Regions from separate parts of the Mus musculus genome. Here region 2 is linked to region 1. The links are chromatin contacts, called in public Hi-C maps. All regions are on one chromosome and are shown on one strand. Each heading gives the region's core, a stretch centred on a gene start, on an enhancer-like site or on the middle of the called end of the contact. The rest is flanking DNA. Distances are from core to core; before and after follow the strand shown. Region 1 has its middle 110 kb from the start of Esr1. Region 2 overlaps Syne1 (spectrin repeat containing, nuclear envelope 1).

Region 1 (3,235 bases), core at 200-2,699:
TTACAGATATTTACAGTGAAGAGGATAGCTTTGGGTCACAGAGGAGACTTTGGACTTTTAAACAGTGTGGAGACTTTGAAAAACTATTGAAGCTTTTGATGCTGGACGGGAGGCACTTTGCATTATGATGTGGCCATAAGCCTGTTGGGGGTCAGGGAGTAGAATGTGATGGCTTGGATATGGATGAACCCCACACGCTCTTATATTCGAAGGTCTGTTTCCCAGGACTGTTTAGGAAGGGCCAGGAAGAGTGGCTTTGTTGGAGGAGGAGTGTCGGAGTGCGTGTGTGTGTGTGTGTGTGTGTGTGTGTGTGTGTGTGTGTGTGGTGGCTTTTGAGGTTTCAAAAGCACAAGCCAGGCCCAGTCTTCTCTTCCTGTTGCTTCTGTCTTGTGGCTAAGATATGATCTCTCAGATACTGCCCCAGGGCCATGTCTGCCTGCCTGCTGCCATGCTCCCTGCCATGATGGCCGTAGACTCACCCTCTGAAACTGTAAGCAAGCCCACAATTAAATGCTTTCTGTTATAAGTTGTCTTGGTCACGGCAATAGAACAGTAACAAAAACAAATGGTTATATGGCTAGGGCTGTGGTTAAGATGCTGGGATGTGTTCTAAGACGTTTGCTAAGTGTCTGGGGAGTTCCAGATAATTTCTGTCTTCCTCCTTCTCCCCTGTTATCCATCCCTAACTGTCTTATTACCACCATTGGGTATTTGAAGTAGAACGAGAGGAAAATATGAATGTTATGACTCTAGGATAAGCGTACCAATGATTCTAATGTTCTAGTGATTTGAAAAAGCCTATAGGATTTAAAAAAATTCTTAGAATACCACTGTTTTCCACTTATTAAAAACAAAACAAAACAGAACAAAACCACAAGGTGCTTCCTGATATAGCTCATAACTTTGTAGTATAATTTGTCATTATACATTAAGAATAGTTTGGGGGCCGGGCATGGTGGCGCACGCCTTTAATCCCAGCACTCGGGAGGCAGAGGCAGGCGGATTTCTGAGTTCGAGGCCAGCCTGGTCTACAGAGTGAGTTCCAGGACAGCCAGAGCTATACAGAGAAACCCTGTCTCAAAAAAAAAAAAAAAAAAAAAAAAAAAAAGAATAGTTTGGGGTCCGTAAGTTAAGTAAAGTTATAGTGAGAAGTAATTAGCAACATTCAAATTGCCTTCAGAAATCCAGACTCTTAAGCCGGGCGGTGGTGGCACATGCCTTTAATCCCAGCACTCGGGAGGCAGAGGCAGGCGGATTTCTGAGTTCGAGGCCAGCCTGATTTTCAAAGGGCTATACAGAGAAACCCTGTCTCGAAAAAAAAAAAAAAAAAAAAAAAAAAAAAAAAAAAAAAAAAACCACCAAAAACAACAACAACAAAAGAAATCCAGACTCTAAATTTTAAAGGGTAAGATCACAACAGGAAATTCTTGTATGGACCAGATGGGGGCAGCAGAGAGCCAACCGAGGTCTATGGAATGGAAGGCCAGCATCTGTCCTTGGATTTCACGGTGTCTGTGGAGAGGCGATAACTTAGGAAGAGGAATCAGGGCTTCAATTGTAGCTGAGAAGGGAGGGAAGAAAGAAACACCAGAGACGACTGAAGGTACCGGGAGCAGGAGATGAAGGACTGCACAATACACAGTACACAGTACACAGAAGTACAGACTACACAGTACACAGTACACAGTACACAGATGTGGAGGTACTCAAAGAGCCTGGTTAAAATAAAAGTAGAGAAAGAAATGGCCGGACCCTACTTCACTAACGTTCCCTTTGTACCTTTCAATCCTGCTGGATCTTCTAAGGGCAGTGGCTGCAAATGAACTGAGACTGGAGGAAGCCCACCCACCCATCTCTCTTGACCAGGATTTGCTAAGGAGGCTCTCGTTCCCATTAACAAATACTGACCCAAATTGAGAACACTTGGACCACTTGGATGAGGATCAGGGTCTGGTGACATAGTCCATCTTCTGGAAGATTTTTCACAAGCACTTAAGACGTGTAGCTTCTAGCTCCGGTTTACTTACTGGCAACACAGCGTGCGCCCCGTGCGGTCTCATCATAAGTATCTTCAAACCGTGCTAATGAGCTGAGCCAACACACGGGCAGCCTCCTCTCCCCTGACTTGGCACCCTCACACGTTGAATTTAGCATCCCTCATGGGAAGGCGTTCTGGAGAGCTCCGGTTTGCAGCCCTCCCCATCTTCCCTCTCTACTCATGTAAATTACTAGAGAGACTGTAATCAAGAACATCCTCAAATCCTAGCAGATGGTCGTTTACCTCAAGGCACATGGATGCCCCCAACTCCTAGGAGAAGAAAGAGGCTTTTGGCTACTTCCCTGGGGCTAATTATAACCATGTTCGATTTTTTTTGTAGACAACCTGGAAATGAGTGTAGAGTATGAGGAAAGAAAAACCAAAGGCAGAGAGCAGGGAAGAGTTCTGCAAAAGAAGAGATGTCCGAGCTAGGCTTCAGAACAAGCAATTCCGAACCCCGAGTCTCTTGAGGGGAGCATTTGGTTTCCATGATACCACGAATCCAGCTGGTCCCTAGTATTCCTGGAGACCCAGACATTTTAACCTCTGCTTCCTTAACAGAGGGATTAATCTCTTCCTGCCTTGATTTCCCTTCCTGGAAAGTGGGAATTCTCGTACTTTCTTACAAGGTCTCAAGACTGTCTCCCACATGAGGATGAGAACTAGCCAGGAGACAGGAATATTTCTCTGCCAGGAGAGGCTCCCTGAATTGGTGCCAGCAGTGGCAGGGCATGTCACAGGTGCAGCACAGGGTGTGGCGTTTCTGTAGGGACAGCCACTGGTTGGCTGACTTTGTTGCATTAGTCAGCTGTGCTGTTTGTAAACCTTTGGTGTGATTACGCAGTGTTTGTTCTCTATTGTTTGAAATACCCTTTAAAAGCCGAATACAGAACACTAGGCCCTGCTGGTTTGTTCTTTCTGACTTGGCAAAGGTTGACTGATTTTATTTTTCTTTTGGCCTGTGTTTCTCAGTGGCTTGAAATGAACATGGCTCACTCTTTCTTTTGCTTCCTTCCTTCCTTCCTTCCTTCCTTTCTTTTTTCTCTTTGGTTTGTTTATTCGCCTCTTTGTCCATATTGACAATAATAGATTTGTGCTGCAAACCTGGTATAATTTCTTTAACACAGTCTTCAGAGGGAGGAGGGTTTGGGGTGAATCCGGAATCTCGAGTTGTCTCAGCTTTATTTTCTCAAGGGC
Region 2 (3,235 bases), core at 294-2,793, 490 kb after region 1:
CCAGGAGGAAATGGGAATGCGCCGGACTATGATCCATGCTGGCACATAACCAGGAGGAAATGGGAATGCGCCGGACTATGATCCATGCTGGCACATAACCAGGAGGAAATGGGAATGCGCCGGACTATGATCCATGCTGGCACATAACCAGGAGGAAATGGGAATGCGCCGGACTATGATCCATGCTGGCACATAACCAGGAGGAAATGGGAATGCGCCGGACTATGACCCATGCTGGCAGATAACCAGGAGGAAATGGGAATGCGCCGGACTATGATCCATGCTGGCACATAACCAGGAGGAAATGGGAATGCGCCGGACTATGATCCATGCTGGCACATAACCAGGAGGAAATGGGAATGCGCCGGACTATGATCCATGCTGGCACATAACCAGGAGGAAATGGGAATGCGCCGGACTATGATCCATGCTGGCACATAACCAGGAGGAAATGGGAATGCGCCGGACTATGATCCATGCTGGCACATAACCAGGAGGAAATGGGAATGCGCCGGACTATGATCCATGCTGGCACATAACCAGGAGGAAATGGGAATGCGCCGGACTATGACCCATGCTGGCAGATAACCAGGAGGAAATGGGAATGCGCCGGACTATGATCCATGCTGGCACATAACCAGGAGGAAATGGGAATGCGCCGGACTATGATCCATGCTGGCACATAACCAGGAGGAAATGGGAATGCGCCGGACTATGATCCATGCTGGCACATAACCAGGAGGAAATGGGAATGCGCCGGACTATGATCCATGCTGGCACATAACCAGGAGGAAATGGGAATGCGCCGGACTATGATCCATGCTGGCACATAACCAGGAGGAAATGGGAATGCGCCGGACTATGATCCATGCTGGCAGACAACCAGGAGGAAATGGGAATGCGCCGGACTATGATCCATGCTGGCACATAACCAGGAGGAAATGGGAATGCGCCGGACTATGATCCATGCTGGCACATAACCAGGAGGAAATGGGAATGCGCCGGACTATGATCCATGCTGGCAGATAACCAGGAGGAAATGGGAATGCGCCGGACTATGATCCATGCTGGCACATAACCAGGAGGAAATGGGAATGCGCCGGACTATGATCCATGCTGGCACATAACCAGGAGGAAATGGGAATCCTAATAAAGTAGAATATGCTCCCCAAAAAAACAAAACAAAACAAAAACAAAAACCAGCAGGTAGTCCCTTCTCACCAGAAAGAGAAAGGCATTTAATAAATGATGTAAACCTAACAATGCCATACACAGTGAATTATAAGGAATGACTATAAACTTTCCACAAATAAAATTATTTCTAGAACTCTAAGTAAAACCAAAACAATGCATTTCTTCTGTGTTTAAAATGCAGAACATACTACTGTTACCTTCCCAGCTGAAAATTCACACCTAGAAAGTACAGCAGTTTGTGCCAGCCAGGGAAGAAAAAATAAATGCTTCGGTACAGATGAATTCAAGTATAATATGATGATATAGGTATCCTTGTTCTAACATATTCTGGCAACAACCACACCCTCCTCTGTTTATGTATGAGTCATGGGGTGGGTTGAGATACGGATCAGGCATGTCTTGCATCATGGATCACCCTCAGCCTTCCCATCACGAGGGGCTACTTATTCATTTAGACCACAGCTTACCTGGTGACAAAGCTCTTCCCATTGTCTTTGCAGAAGCTCCACGCGTTCCTTCAGCATGGAGATGTCCTCAGCACTGAGGTAGACAGCCAGGGCATCCCTCACCAGCATCAACTCTGTCAGGTCATCTGTCCACCTCCCAACTGCGTTTTCCAGTTCCTACAGTGAGACAAGCATCCATGAACACCCACAACATCTACCTTCAATCCTTTGAGGGGTCTTTGGTGACCTGTCTCACCGGGATTTCCTTGATATAAACTCTTTCTGAACACCACACTCAAGATCCTTATTTGCATCCTACATAACTTGAAAGCCTGCCACTTTCTTCTGAAAAAAAATGTCCCTGCTGAAACTTTCCACCATATACGTAGTCTTTCTAGGATGGTGGTGGTGGGGTTGTTAGTTTGTTTGTTTTTGCTTTTGACTTTTCCAAATCCAAGTTTGTCACTTTAATGGCCTTCTTTATTCTAAATATGTCTCATTCTACAATCCTGAGACCATAAATATACCTAAACTGATTACCAAACCACCCACTAGTTTTGTCCTGTTCCTGATCACACTAGTGAAATATTTAAAAGAAAAATTTCCTAACTTGAACTTCATTTTTGAATGCTGAGTTGACCTATTCTGTGATATATCCTTATCATGAAATATCAATTTGTCACAGTTTTTCCTGTATTCAAAATAACTCACTAAGTACACATTCTGTAGGATCAGAGATTTATTGAAGTTCTTGATGATAGACCTGTCCTTTGGGAGCATTGTTTAAGGAAATTCAATGTGAACGAGCAGAGGTTTCCTTCCATGCTTGGACAGGTTCTGCCATTTGTGTCACTCTCCCTCTCTGCCAGCCATTGTTTTCAGGTTCCAGCTCATTTAGTGTATGAATGGAGAATTTCATACCACTTCTCCTCTGCCTTTCCTGTCTCTTCACACCAGAGACAAGTTTCTAAAGGCAAGAGTAATTAACGGCACTATCTGAGGCTACCTTTCCAGGCAATTTCAGCAAACAAGGTTTTAGCCTGAAATTTTCTGGTAATTGCTTTGTTTTGCTGTGGAGGGTGATTTGGGAAAGAACATAATGGCGCTGTATGGAAATACATTCTCCCAGTCTCCAAGTTCAAAAGCAGAATGCTTTTCCAAGTGTTTGGGGAGATGAGAATGGGGTCTCAAAATAAGAATGACTGGCCAAAAGACCAAGCTATCTAGGTTAATACATATCCAGCATTCTGTCTGTACCTTTCGAACAGATTACATTGCTATACAAGTGTAAGGACCTTACTGCTGTATTATCTATCAAGCCCTATCTTCCTCACAACTCGAACATCACATTTAACACTTGCCTATAATCCCAGAATTACTCTAAAGTCTGGGGCATGGGGATTCTATGAGTTTGAGGGCAGCCTGGGTTCAACAGTTAAACCCTCTCTAAAATCAAATCAGGCCAAACACAAGGAAAAGAAAACACGCACGCACACACACACACACACACACACACACACACACAAGCACACTCAGGCACACTCCACACACACATATGCACACAAGTAACACTACCATCCGAACCCAAGTCCACT

What was found. A called contact is a pair of places that touch in the nucleus more often than the background predicts.
Region 2: a contact with region 1 is called in a Hi-C map of muscle stem cells, with 2.1 times the contacts expected there. The contact joins two enhancer-like sites. A contact is called at or near these places in 4 of 39 promoter capture datasets (embryonic stem cells, hippocampal neurons, liver and 1 more), 1 of 15 datasets of contacts at CTCF or cohesin (the NIH/3T3 cell line), 2 of 484 Hi-C or Micro-C datasets (large pre-B cells and muscle stem cells), 2 of 115 datasets of contacts at active chromatin or transcription factors (embryonic fibroblasts and large pre-B cells) and 1 of 9 other capture datasets (adipose tissue).

What each region holds. Positions count from the first base shown.
Region 1 is chr10:4,596,997-4,600,231 of GRCm38.p6, forward strand. No RefSeq gene overlaps it. Among named protein-coding and RNA genes, the nearest start is that of Esr1, 110 kb to the right of the region's middle. Within about 2 kb of position 1,450, at least 18 of the 459 cell types and tissues checked have an H3K27ac peak or open chromatin away from gene starts, as enhancers often do. A contact at or near this core is called in muscle stem cells, where this site is marked.
Region 2 is chr10:5,082,163-5,085,397 of GRCm38.p6, forward strand. It overlaps Syne1 (spectrin repeat containing, nuclear envelope 1), which reads right to left. Exons shown (of 146, transcript NM_001347711.1): 127 at 1,662-1,817. Among named protein-coding and RNA genes, the nearest start is that of Gm51757, 240 kb to the right of the region's middle. Within about 2 kb of position 1,544, at least 7 of the 459 cell types and tissues checked have an H3K27ac peak or open chromatin away from gene starts, as enhancers often do. A contact at or near this core is called in muscle stem cells, where this site is marked.